3 separate regions of the Mus musculus genome follow, and all the other regions are linked to region 2. Evidence: chromatin contacts called from public HiChIP or PLAC-seq and promoter capture Hi-C data. All regions are on one chromosome and are shown on one strand. Each heading gives the region's core, a stretch centred on a gene start, on an enhancer-like site or on the middle of the called end of the contact. The rest is flanking DNA. Distances are from core to core; before and after follow the strand shown. Region 1 has its middle 19 kb from the start of Taf8. Region 2 holds the start of Slc29a1 (solute carrier family 29 (nucleoside transporters), member 1). Region 3 holds the start of Rpl7l1 (ribosomal protein L7-like 1).

Evidence for each region. Promoter capture Hi-C pulls out the DNA fragments that hold promoters and counts their contacts. HiChIP or PLAC-seq counts read pairs in DNA pulled down with a chosen protein or histone mark.
Region 1: a contact with region 2 is called in a promoter capture Hi-C map of embryonic stem cells, with 2.7 times the contacts expected there. The contact joins the enhancer-like site here to the promoter of Slc29a1 in region 2. A contact is called at or near these places in 3 of 39 promoter capture datasets (embryonic stem cells, liver and stem cell-derived epiblast-like cells) and 2 of 115 datasets of contacts at active chromatin or transcription factors (double positive thymocytes and embryonic stem cells).
Region 3: a contact with region 2 is called in an H3K27ac HiChIP or PLAC-seq map of microglia, with 5 times the contacts expected there. The contact joins the promoter of Rpl7l1 here to the promoter of Slc29a1 in region 2. A contact is called at or near these places in 3 of 39 promoter capture datasets (the C10 cell line, the SN4741 cell line and pre-B cells) and 2 of 115 datasets of contacts at active chromatin or transcription factors (large pre-B cells and microglia).

Annotation. Positions count from the first base shown.
Region 1 is chr17:47,518,902-47,523,146 of GRCm38.p6, forward strand. It overlaps a transcript of Ccnd3 not described here. Among named protein-coding and RNA genes, the nearest start is that of Taf8, 19 kb to the left of the region's middle. RefSeq lists an enhancer at 1,884-4,245. Within about 2 kb of position 2,885, at least 283 of the 459 cell types and tissues checked have an H3K27ac peak or open chromatin away from gene starts, as enhancers often do. A contact at or near this core is called in embryonic stem cells, liver and stem cell-derived epiblast-like cells, where this site is marked.
Region 2 is chr17:45,593,808-45,597,967 of GRCm38.p6, forward strand. It overlaps Slc29a1 (solute carrier family 29 (nucleoside transporters), member 1), which reads right to left and starts at 1,723. Exons shown (of 14, transcript NM_001357771.2): 1 at 1,675-1,723.
Region 3 is chr17:46,780,234-46,784,139 of GRCm38.p6, forward strand. It overlaps Rpl7l1 (ribosomal protein L7-like 1), which reads right to left and starts at 2,423. Exons shown (of 7, transcript NM_025433.3): 1 at 2,386-2,423; 2 at 1,550-1,658; 3 at 158-318. The coding sequence starts at 2,399.

The DNA.
Region 1 (4,245 bases), core at 1,635-4,134, 1.9 Mb after region 2:
GGCACTAAAGGCATGCACCGTAATGCCCATCTAAGAAAGCATATCATTTTTTTTTTTAAGTACGAAAGAGTCGGGGATAACTATCAACACCTCGTAAGAAGTTTTGGCTTTGTTGAGTCTCAAGTCCCACACATTTAGTTAGGGAGATACTTTTGTTTGTTTTTGGTTTTGGTTTTTGGTTTTTGGTTTTTCGAGACAGGGTTTCTCTGTATAGTCTTGGCTGTCCTGGCACTCACTTTGTAGACCAGGCTGGCCTCGAACTCAGAAAGCCACCCCCCCCCCTCCGGCTCTTTTGTTTGTTTTTGTTTTTGTTTTCCTTTTTGAGACAGGATCAGCACTTTGGAGGTAGATGCAGGAGGATCATGGGTCATGGGTCATAGGTCATGGGTTCAGAGTCATACTTGGTTCCTTGGCCTCACAGTGAATTTGAGACCAGTCTGAACTACATTGGACAAGCACTTTATTCCCTGAGCCACATTCCTGGCCTGGAAATATTTTTTTCAGAACTTGACATATTAAGCTGGGCGTGGTGGCACACACTGTAGTCTCGGTTTCTGGGAGGTAGAGGCAGGAAGATCAGGAATTTAAGGTCCTTCTCTCCTACTTAAGGAGTTTGAAGCCAGCCTAGGCTGCTTGAAACCTTGTTCAAAAAAAAAAAAAAAAAAGCCGACAAAAATAGAATAAGACAAATCCTAGAAATGTTTTCATTTTAAACCATTTTGTCCACACATGTACAGAAACACACAAATATGTATAAAAACCAAAGAAGATCCGCTGTAATGTGCTTACGCGTGCTTGCTACAGCAGATGTACTTTTGATGTCTTTTAAGCAAAAATCTGCTGTACTGTTTTATTTGTAACACATACTGTTCAGGCTCGGCTTCAGGGCCTGTGAGGCTCGAGCTGGAGCTTTAGAACTTAACTGGGGAAGGGGCAGAACCCGCTCCTGGAATCTGGCCTCCGGCCTCCATACACACTCCGTGGTATGCGCTCATCCACAGGCATACAAACACACACACGATGATAATAAGTTTTCAAAATGAGATTCATGACTTCAAGAGAAGCTGGGAAAACATCCTGTCTTGTCATCGGAAACAAACTGAATTTGGGCTAGGGGCTGGGGGCCGGGGTGGGGGATCAATCTGTAACTTGAGGTTCTAGTAGCCCCAGAAACGGATTACCCAAAGTAAAGCAAAGAGTCTACTCTGGGAGCTCCGAGAGACACTTTTCAGGAAGGAGCTAGGAAATGACAGAAGTGCCCGAGGGTAGAAAGAGGGCCCTACAGGGAGCTGGTCTTACCTCTGCCCAGGTGGGCCTGTGTCGGTGACACCTGGTGCTGGTGACAGGTTTCTGGGGTACAGGTCAGGGGCCTGGTTTCTGCATTTACCGTAGATAAGGAACAGATGGAAGCGCAGCTCAGCAGGGGGCTGGGCTGTCCTGTCAAGATGACAGGACATCAAGGAAAGAAGAAAATCTCATTTCAGGTGGTGGGATGGCCCTGCAGAGAGGCAGAACTACTGTAACCTGGTGGGGAACGGTCTCCTCAAAAGAAGGCAGGGGTAGAGCTCCGTGGTAGAGAGCCCTTGCCTAACAGGCTGAGGGCCTGGATTTAATCCCCAGATGAGGGAGGAAGGGAAATGAGAGGGTGGGAGTCGGACATGGTGGCATATGCCTTTAATCCCAGTACTTGGAAGGCAGAGACAGGAGGATCTCTGTGAGTTCCAGGCCAAAAGAGAGAGGGAGAGAGAATGGGACCTAGGAATGTCACTAAGTTGGTAGAGTGCTTCTGTAAGCGTGCAGGAAGCCCTGTGTTCAGTTCCATAAACTACAGTAATCCTAGAATTCGGGGGGTGGAGGTTCAAAGCCTGCCTCAACGACATCGCCAGTTTAAGGCCAAGCGGAGCTGTGAGGGTTTCTCATACATACAGTTTAGATATACTCTCCATACATTAAGACGCATAATCAATTAAGGGAAGTAAACCACAAATGGGATTAAAGGCGTGTCTCCCAAGTGCTGGGATTAAAGGCGTGCACCACCACGCCCGGCTTTGCCTTTTCTTTTTTTTAAGAACATTTCAGCTGCAGCTGTGTGTGGCTTGACCCCCAGTGCTACATAATCCCAGGATTTGTAGAGACAGAGGATCAGGGGTTCAAGGTCCTCCTCGGGGTACCTATTAGGAGGGCAGCCCAGGCTACGTGAGACTCTGTCTCAATAAAAATAAAAATAAAAAGCTGGGTGGTGGTGGCGCACGCCTTTAATCCCAGCACTTGGGAGGCAGAGGCAGGCGGATTTCTGAGTTCGAGGCCAGCCTGGTTTACAAAGTGAGTTCCAGGACAGCCAGGGCTACACAGAGAAACCCTGTCTTGAAACCCCCCTCCCCCCCCAAAAAAAGGTCCAGTTCTATAATAACAGGAAGAATAGAACATGTACTAGGAGTGTTCCATGAGCTTATGGGAAAAGTGTCGCTAGTTTGTGGTACCTCATTGGAAGCTGTAGGAGCTAAGAGTAAAGCTGGCAGTGGAGGGCTCAGTAAGGCCCAGAGCCTGGTGTGGACCCCAGCTTGCAACTCTCTGTCCTCTCTTCAAGTCCCGTTATACCAATTAAACAAAATTTTAAAAGTGTCCTGCCTGGCACTTCGGGGGTGCCCAGCTCAGGCCGTCATGACAATTGGGGTGGGCGGAGTTAGATAAGGGGGGGTAGTTACCCTCAAAAGGGCACAGAGTAGGTCTGAAGAAAGCCAGCTTCCTCTAGTCCTTTTGAGCAGCCTGGGGCTGCAAGGGTGGAGGGCCGGGGGAAGACTGCGGTGGGAGCAGGAAGCTGGGCAGCATCCCGCAGAGTCTGCCTCTCCAGCTCAGCAACAGAGGAGGGGGTGGAGTCTCCGTTGAGCCCTGAGATAAGGAACAGGCAGCAGCTGACAAGGGGATCAAAATAAACAGCTGTGCCCCGGGGAGAACAAGCTTTGCATTCCGTTCTGTGATCCCACCCCAATCCCTACTTCTCCCCCAGCCCGCCCCGCCCCCACCCGAGCACACTCGGCATCCCCGTCGGCTCTGAGGGCCTCCCCTCAGCCTTGGCTTAGCTCCTTGTGAGCTGTGTTCCCACATCAGCCCCCTCTTTAGGCAGAGGCTCTCGGGGGCCTTTCTCCAGCTGTCTGGAAGGACTGAGGACTCGAGACAGGTGGCCGGAGGTGGAAAAGAGAGGCCTCTTCCAGGGCCAGCCCCCATCTGCCAGGCTGGGCCACCCTCAGACTCTCCCCTGGGTAATCTAGGAAGGCCTGGGAAATAGAGTGGGGCTAAGCTCTGATAGCCAGGCTGGGGAGGCTGAGGCAGGAGCTGGGGTCTAGTGGTGAGAGGAGTATTCACTGGGCTGGAGACTTCTGCTCTCTGCCTCCCCAGGCACTCAGTACAGAAAGGATTGACAGTGACTTTTACGAGGGGCCGCTTTGACTGGCTTATGGGAGTTTATTCCTCAGTATAGTGCCTGAAGGTATCCTGGTCCCAGGGATCTGAGAGACTCCATAACTCCTGAGACTTCTTACTAGTGACCTTATTTCGACACACGCTAGCCTGGGGTCTAAGAGCTACAAGGAGCCACTACTTGCCCATCCCCCAGGGCTAGGCCGGCTCCTGGGGCCACCATGAGTAGCAATTAGCACCCCTTCTTCAAGATACCCCCATAAGCAGTCCCAGTCCGAAGAATGCAGGGTTTCAGGAAGGCCCTGGGCCACATCAGGAAGTGTCTTCATTGTCCTGAAGAAGGTTTGATGACTTCTGTGTTCCTGAGCCTGGATGTGGCTTCTAGCCTGGTTGTCCAAGGGTCAGATGCAGGGGCCTGCAGGGTGGTGTTAGCTTTGAGATACATCGGGAGTCTTAGCTGCTGGCAGGAAGTTGGCTCAATGGGAACACACGCAGAAGGGTCACCTGCTTCTTGCTGGCACGCTCCCAAACCTCTGTACTCAACTGACTCCTTGAGGCCCCCAAGACCCTCCAAGATACTATGTGTTTGACAGATTCTAGGCATATCCTCACTTATGTAGCCACCCTGACCCCTGAACAGTGGTTTGAATAAATGAATGCCCCAGAGAGCTAGGGGCAGCCGCTTGTGTATAAGAATCTCGGGATAGGAGCGGTACATCCTAAGGCCTCTATGGAACCCGGCTACGTTTTAGGAAGCTGCAGTATATTCAGGCCCAGAAAGCCAGGCCTGGTAGTGACCAGCAAGTACTGAACGCTCGCTCTATGCCA
Region 2 (4,160 bases), core at 473-2,972:
CACCTCCAGAAGGAGGCAGAAGGCTCCTGCTGTTGGTTAAGGACTATTTGCTGAGGGTCTCTGTGGGTCCGCCAGGCATCCTCCTAGGCACTGGGGACAGAGCAGCAGCAAACAGTAGCACTGCTATTTATCTAGGACAAGAGGGTTCTGCTGCGGCTGCGGGGAGCCTGAGGACTCAGGTTTCTATTAGATAGTAGGGAAGGGACCCCATCAAAACATAGCTAATTCTCCACCGAGCACCCCACACCTCTCCCATGCACCAGCAAAAGTGAATACAGCCACAAGCCAGAGGGAGGCTAACTCTTCCATCATAAAACTGGCTTAGGCTTGGACAAGTATACACATACATATACACACACACACACACACACACACACACACACACACACACACACATCACTTCTCCCCTTGCAGAAATTCCCACCTCTCGGGTTCCACCCACATCCAAACATTCCATTTGCTGCTTAGGGGCTTTCTTTACTTTTGTCCCAGTAGAGATCTGATAGCAGTTCAGGGCCTCTGGTATCATTTCAGCCATGCCTTGACCTGCCGAGATGGAGAGGCCCTGAAAGCTATCGCCCATCTGAGGCCTTCCTGCGTCCTAAGGGTCCTCTCACATAGCTCAGTTTCTCAGCCTAGTTTCTGCTACATCGGAATCTTCTCTTGAAATCTGAGGATGCCCCTCTTCCAGCTGCCCCGTTTCTACTAAACAGTTAGGGCGATTGAGGTTTAAAGAGGCTCCATCACTTGAGAAAGCCCGCAGAGCTGGTGAATGGGGGTGACAGCATCAATACTCAATGTACCGATCATTCTAGATTCCTTCTCAAGTGGGGAAGGCAAAATTAACAAGGCTCCTCAGCTATTCGTGTAGGCTTCCAGGAAGGCAACAGTGCTCCAATTAAAGGGTTAAAACAAGTGGGAGATTCAGGCCATTCTTTCACATAACATTAGTTTCAGAGTCATGACAACTCACAACCATTCCACCACGCATATATTATTGTATGCAAAGGTCACACAAGCAGGACAAGAGGAACAGGACGGAAGGAGGGTTAATGGAGAAGAGGGGGTTGGCTCAGGCTTGGCAAGAGGACCCGAATGGGGTATAAGGTGCAGGGGTGGAGAGAGCCTTCATCCAAAGGAAGCCTGGGTGTGCGCGTCAGTCCTTTATCTTGTCACACGTTCACTCTCCGCGTAGAGTAAATGAGGACTCGCCCAGGAAAGGGAGGCCAGGAACAGGAGTTTAGTCTGTAAATGGCCAGCTAGCTCCCTTCACGTCCATTTGTATTCCCGCATTCCCCATCCTCCTGCCTCGGGGCAGAAGGCAACACAACCCCTCCCTCTAGTTCACACAGGACTGTAGCATTGAACTACCCACACGCCGATCCTCTGCGGAAGTCAACACAGCGACAGTCGCTTCCAGGCCCAGAAGCCAGGCTGTCTTGGGCCCAGCTCCGCCCTGGTCCCCACAAAAGGAGAGTCCCCCTACCCAGAGCCAGGCCCATGCGCGCCACGTGCTGGCGCTGCTCTGCACGCGCCGCGTGGGGGCCGCACCCCAAAGTCCCTGTCGCGGCCTCGGAGCTGGCAGACCGGGCCTCCTTTTCCCTCCTGGCAAGCCGGACACTCCACTCTCTACCCCGGAGTCCCCAACATGTCCCACCCAAGCCCTACGAGCACCTGCTGGAGAAGGACACCTCCGGCGACGAAATCTGCGCGCTTGGCCAGCGCTTCCCGCGCCCGCCCGAGCGCTTTCAAACCCGCCCTCTGCTGGGTCCGCCCCGGGCCCGTGGGAGCCACCTCCTCCCGGCGACAGCCCCGCCCCCAGGCTCCTCGCCGCCCCCTCAACAGTTCACCGGCTCCCAGTCAGAGACCCTACGCCTAGGGCCGCCAGGGCTGCTGGCTTCGATGGCGGAGCACGTCTTTGGACCCTTCCCAACTGTCACCCGGACACGCGAGCCTGGGAGGGGGGCACGGGCCCCCCACTGCGTACCCCTAATTTCCGCGCTGGCCCTGCGCTCCTAACTCCTACACATTCCACGGCGGGACTCTTGCACAGACAGGCCCTCTGCTCACCCAGGTCCAGACGCCCCCACAAGCCACGCTCCACCTCAGGTGTTCCGTTATCCCTCTCCGAACCCCGCCCACGCCATTATTCACACTCCACCGTTTTACTGCTAGCAACCCCCTCACACACACACACACACACACACCCTTCTAATACATCCTTTTTCCTTTCCACTCCTCCTTTTCCCTTCAAGAAGACTTTCTGGGATACCTCAGATTTGAGCGTTCTGGAACCCAGACGCTGGAGGTGTTTTGTTTTCTCTCTCCTGCCCTCAGACTCGCCGCACACCACACAAACAGCATCTCTCCCCCCCCCATCCCCATGTTGCCTTGAAGGCTCCTTTATGAAGGCATAAGAGGACAGCCCTGAGGCCTCTAAGAAAACTGAAACACAGCTGGAGACCGGAGAAAGGGGAGCCAGGAAGAAAGGCCTCACATCCTGCACATCTTTGTCCTAGCCAGCATTTCACTGTCCCATGTCCCATCCCAAGATAACCCTCGGGGCTAGAAGCCTTGCTGAGCCTCTTACCATTCATACCCCTCCCCTTCCTTCCTTCCCCCCCCCCCCCCCGCTGGGGTACAAAGGAGGAGGGACCCCCTACAGTAGCACTCCCTACTGATGTATCCCAGAAGTTGGGGAGGGTCCTGAGGCAAGAACATCCCATCCAGATTGCCTGTCTCACCCCACCTCCCTAAGGAACCTGTGCTCCAGAGAAACCATTGGAGCTAATTAACAATTACCAGTGCTAACATCGTAGGGAAAAGACGCACTCAGTCTCCCCAGAGGACGACTGAGCCCTTAGGAGGTAGCTGACTCTGTAGGACAGTGGGTTCTCTCAAGCTGCTCTGGTGGGGGCGTATACAGCCTTCCTGCTCCCACAGAGATGACACATCTCCCCACTAGCACTAAGCAAACAGAGGGCAGGAAGTCAGGCTTGGGTGGTATTTTTCTGGGCACTATCCCATGGCTTAAGAGTAGCCTCATGTCTGTCCACAACGCCAGATCCCTGCCCTGTTTGTCTGGTCTGTCTCTCCCTGCCTTTGCCTCCCTTCTTCCGTTGCCCCCCCCCACACACACACACCTCACCCCCTCTTTCCCTTCCCAAGTCTGGCTCTGTTACCATAGCTGGCACAGCTGTGGGAGAGATCGACTAGGCATGGTCAGGCTGGGAGCCCTTGTGTGCAAAGTGAGCTGGAAGTGGACAGACGAAGTGGTAAGGGTCCCAGCCAGACTGGGGAAGGCTGGTTCCTTTCCTCATGCCCACTGGGACCTGGCCGTCTATGCAGATGGCCACAGGCAGGCCTGTTATTATTGGAGAACAGCCCATCTGGCAAGCTCCTTGCATGGGTTCCAGCCAGCACCCACACCCCAGGCAGCCTCAGGCAGTTGCTGGTGCCCGGGCCCTCTGCTGGACAGCCCTGGGAACCCAGCTCGCACAAGCCTGGGCCTGGCAGATCCTCAGGCACGTCTACCAGGCCTCTCTTTTTACCTTCCTCCTCATATCATGGCTCCCCATTCCCTGTCACTAAGGTTGGGTCAGGAGGGCTGGTCCACCTGACCTCATGGCTCACCTTTATGTCCTGTCCCCCACCCCAGCTGGGACTGTGGCTAACTCTATCATTTCTGCCCCTCACCCTTTAGAAGGTAGGTTTGCTTCCCACCACACTCAACTCTCTCTCTCTCTCTCTCTCTCTCTCTCTCTCTCTCTCTCTCTCTCTCTCTCTTCCTCTCTCCTCTCCTCTCCTCTCCTCTCCTCTCCTCTCCTCTCCTCTCCTCTCCTCTCCTCTCCTCTCCTCTCCTCTCCTCTCCTCTCCTCTCCTCTCCTCTCCTCTCCTCTCCTCTCTCCTCTCCTCTCCTCTCCCCTCCCCTCCCCTCCCCTCCCCTCCTCTCCCCTCCCCTGCCCTTCTCTCTCTCTTTCTCTCTCTCTCTCCCTCCTCTCTCCTCCTCTTTCCTCTCTCCTCTCTCCTCCCCCTCCCCCTCCCCCCTCTCCTCTCTCCCCTCTCCAGGCCCTGTTCTCTCAGCTGTTAGCAACAGCCATCTGACCATCTGTGTTGGCTGCAAGAGTGTTTGCTCCCGGCTCTGTATGTGTGTGTGTGTG
Region 3 (3,906 bases), core at 1,173-3,672, 1.2 Mb after region 2:
AAAAAAAAAGAGCCCCACCTTCACCCTGAGTGTCCTTATGTCACCCATGGTCCTAATTCCGAATCCTAGCCAATCTTCTGTAGTAGGTTAGGCTTTGTCTCCCTACAGAGCCATCTGAAGTTGAACCAAGGACTCTGAAAACACACTGGTACTGTACCTTTCCATGCGTATAACGAAGGCCAAGGGATGTTTATCAGGCACCTCCAAAGCACGAGGCTTCACCTCCAGCCGCTGGACACGCACCTTGTCACGTTGCTGTCGCCAGGAATCATGCACGAAAGATTCTAGTCGTCTGAACCTGAATTGCTTTCCTTTTCTCTGTGGCAGAGAAGACACGCATCAGCATCTCTTCCCCTCCACAGTTAACCCAGGACCATTAGTAAGAGAGCTCAGCTCTCAAACGTTCTGCAAAGTGGGCAGACCATTACCTAAGGGGCACATGAAGAGGCCAGATGGAACTGAGAGATGTAAGAGCAGTCAGTGCTCTTAAGGGCTGAAGAAAAGTTTGTGGTGAGCTCATATGCTGGTAACATTTAATACAGGTGTTTAGGAAACTCAACACTATATTAGGCATCATTAAACAAGAGGATTTTCTTCTCTTTGCGTTCAAAAATCCTGTACATACTGTGTGCAGAATCTACACATTGGTTTTTCGAGACAGGGTTTCTCTGTGTAGCCCTGGCTGACCTGGAACTCACTTTGTAGACCAGGCTGACCTCGAACTCAGAAATCCGCCTGCCTTTGCCTCCCGAGTGCTGGGATTAAAGGTGAGCCACCATGACCAGGAATTTTTTTTTAATTAGATATTTTCTTTATTTACATTTCAAATACTATCCCGAAAGTTCCCTATACCCTCCCCCCAAAGATTTATTTATTATTATATGTAAGTACACTGCAGCTGTCTTTACACACACCTGAAGAGGGAGTCAGATCTCATTATAGGTGGTTGTGAGCTACCATGTGGTTGCTGGGATTTGAACTCAGGACCTTCCGAAGAGCAGTCAGTGCTCTTAAGGGCTGAGCCATCTCTCCAGCCCACACGTGATTCTAAATAAACTTTTAAAATTGTTGGATACTTTTGGTTTGAGACAGGTTCTCTTTATATAGCCAAACTCTCCATTTTCCTGTCTCAACCTTCTAGAATGCTGAAAAGTGTGCCACAGATAGCAATTTAATCGCAGCATTCTAGAGGCCTAAGTAGGCTGATCTGTTAGTTTGAGGCCAGCCTGGTCATACAGTATTCCAGACCATATGTACAGACCCCATCTAAGAAACAAACCAACCCCAACAAAACATTTTTAAAATAATCTATTTTTTTCCCTGCCAAATTTGGTTTTACCACTAAATTTGAATTCAGAAAATGTCTTCACTTTTCCCTTAAAGGCTGGTCTAACATTTTGCTCACAGAAAGATGGTGGGTAAATCTTTGCTAAATGGAGGACTATGAGGGAGAAACCTGTGAGGGATCTGATAACAAATCTAGTTCAACGAACACCGTTTAGTAAAATCCGTCCACTACAAATCCTAACCCCCCCCCTCTCAGAATTACCTCTCTCTTTGCCAAAAGTGCCTGCTTTGCCTGAGTGGCTTTGAGGGCTTGATAAGCCTTCCTCTTTTTCAGAAGATTTTCTGGAACCAAAGGAATTTTTTTTCTTTCCCTGATAAAGGAACAAATTTGACATTAATGAAAATTGCCAAACCAACATTTGGTGGCTTTCCAAACCAATTCGAGATCCTGGTCTTCCCGGGACCTAAAGTTTCTGATGAGTCTTCGCCGTGCTCCTGTAATGCTCACTCGTCCCGAGAGCCTTTAAAAATCAGGAAAAACCTTTGCTCTCTGGGTTCGTTTTGGTCCGTGGAGCTTTAACAACTGTAGGCTATGACCTGTCACTAGCGGCAAGGAAATTCTAGTAAAATCCAGAAAGGGGCTATCACAGATCCATCAAGAAGAGTAATGATTAAGTCGAGCTAGGATGAGGTGGGGGGGGGGGGCACATGAAAGCAGGAGGGGGAATTGGGGGGAAAGAGCTTGGTGGAAGACGCAGGGGAATAAGAGATGATGGGGAGGTGATACGATCAAAATACACTGTACGTGTGTACCAAACTGTGAAAGACATGACAGCCAAGCTGAGCGAACTCAACTCTGGCGCTACGCAGCCACTCGCCCCTCCGAACCTCAGTTCCTCTTCTCGCTGCTTCCAAAGTCGTCCCGATCCCTGGTCGCGGAGCCCTACAGCATCTCAGCCCCCACCTTGACTTCATACTATGGAGCCTTTTTCTTTTCTCTCCACAGCCCACAGCTTCCTTTTGTATCACCAGAGTACAAACAGAAAGGATGGCATCGGATCCTCAAAGCCCCATAGAGAGATCCGAAGACACACTCACCCTTCCTCCGCCATCTTTCCGGTGCTTCAGCTACTGCGCTTGCGCAGCCTCACCGGGCGGGGTAGAGAGGCCCGCCTCGACGTCTCTTGTATCATAGAGACGGACTCTCGCTCCCGCAGGAGGACTCAGGCAGCCTGAGATTCCTTAGCGAATGTGAGCGTCTGGGAAAAGGTCTTGCTAGCCAGGATTCCGGCAAAAAACCCTCCAGTTTTCTTCCCATCCCTTCTAAGGTCTCTAGAGTCTGACACCCGTCTGGATCCAACCCTTTTCAGTTAGGCTGTAGGGTCTCGAACTCGGCCGCTTGTGAACAATTTAAAGGCTTTCCACAATGCATCTGCAGCTTCCGCTACGGCACGGGCTCTACAGAAGTTGGCCGCCTTGCTTAGGTGAGGTTTTTATTCCCGGAGACTTGAAGGACCGACGTGGCACTCACATTTGGTGGGCGGTTATTTGTGGAGGATTTGCGGAAATAAAAATGTGTCACCTACTCTGTGAGCCTTTGAATTCCTCACCTTTCTGCATCTCGGCTTCCTCATCCGTACAATGAATATCTACGGGTTCCCAGTGGCCGCCAGGGGGCTCCTTAAGATTTACAAAGCCTTAGCACAAGTTGGGTAAACAGTGGAGCCAGAAACTAGAAATGCTCCATTTCCATCTCAGAGCCTTCACTTGTTTAAGTTTCTCAGAATTTACTCCCATTGCCACATACTAGCACAGTGCTGTTTTATGCTAGCACAGTGCTGTTTTATGCTCTAGCCTAGGACAACGCCACTATATAACACTAGAAAGGGTCGCCACCCACAGCCTTTATCCTACACCTTTGGCTTATGGGCAGGAGACTTTTCTTATTTTCTGTGTCTCTTCTGCACCTCACTACACCACTTCACTACAGTGGGACTCTGCAAGGAATTGTTGAGTACCCAAGGACTGATACATGATGTTGGAACACACTAAAAAACTAGTCCACTCAACACGCTAATGTCATTACCAGATGAATGTCAAAGGAGATTAAGGGCACGACCTCTTCCGGCCTCCTGCACCAGGCATACCAGGTATTCTAAACTATTCCATGGATTGCGCTAGAACCATGCTTGTTTTTAAGTTTCCTCAAAAATCTCTGTCCGGGGCTGGTGAGATGGCTCAGTGGGTAAAAGCACCCGACTGTTCTTCCGAAGGTCCAGAGTTCAAATCCCAGCAACCACATGGTGGCTCACAACCATCTGTAACAAGATCTGACGCCCTCTTCTGGAGTGTCTGAAGACAGCTACAGTGTACTTACATATAATAATAATAATAATAATAATAATAATAATAATAATAATAATAATAATAAAATATATATATATGTCCCATATTGGGTGAGCCACTTGTCTATGTGACAGAGAAAGAAGAGCAAAATAAAAAATAAAAACAATAGTCCTAGTGGGGACTGTCGCTGCTCATCTCATAATATTTGCTTGTTTTTAAAGATTTATTTATTTATTTATTTATTTTACTTATATGAAAACGCTGTAGCTGTCT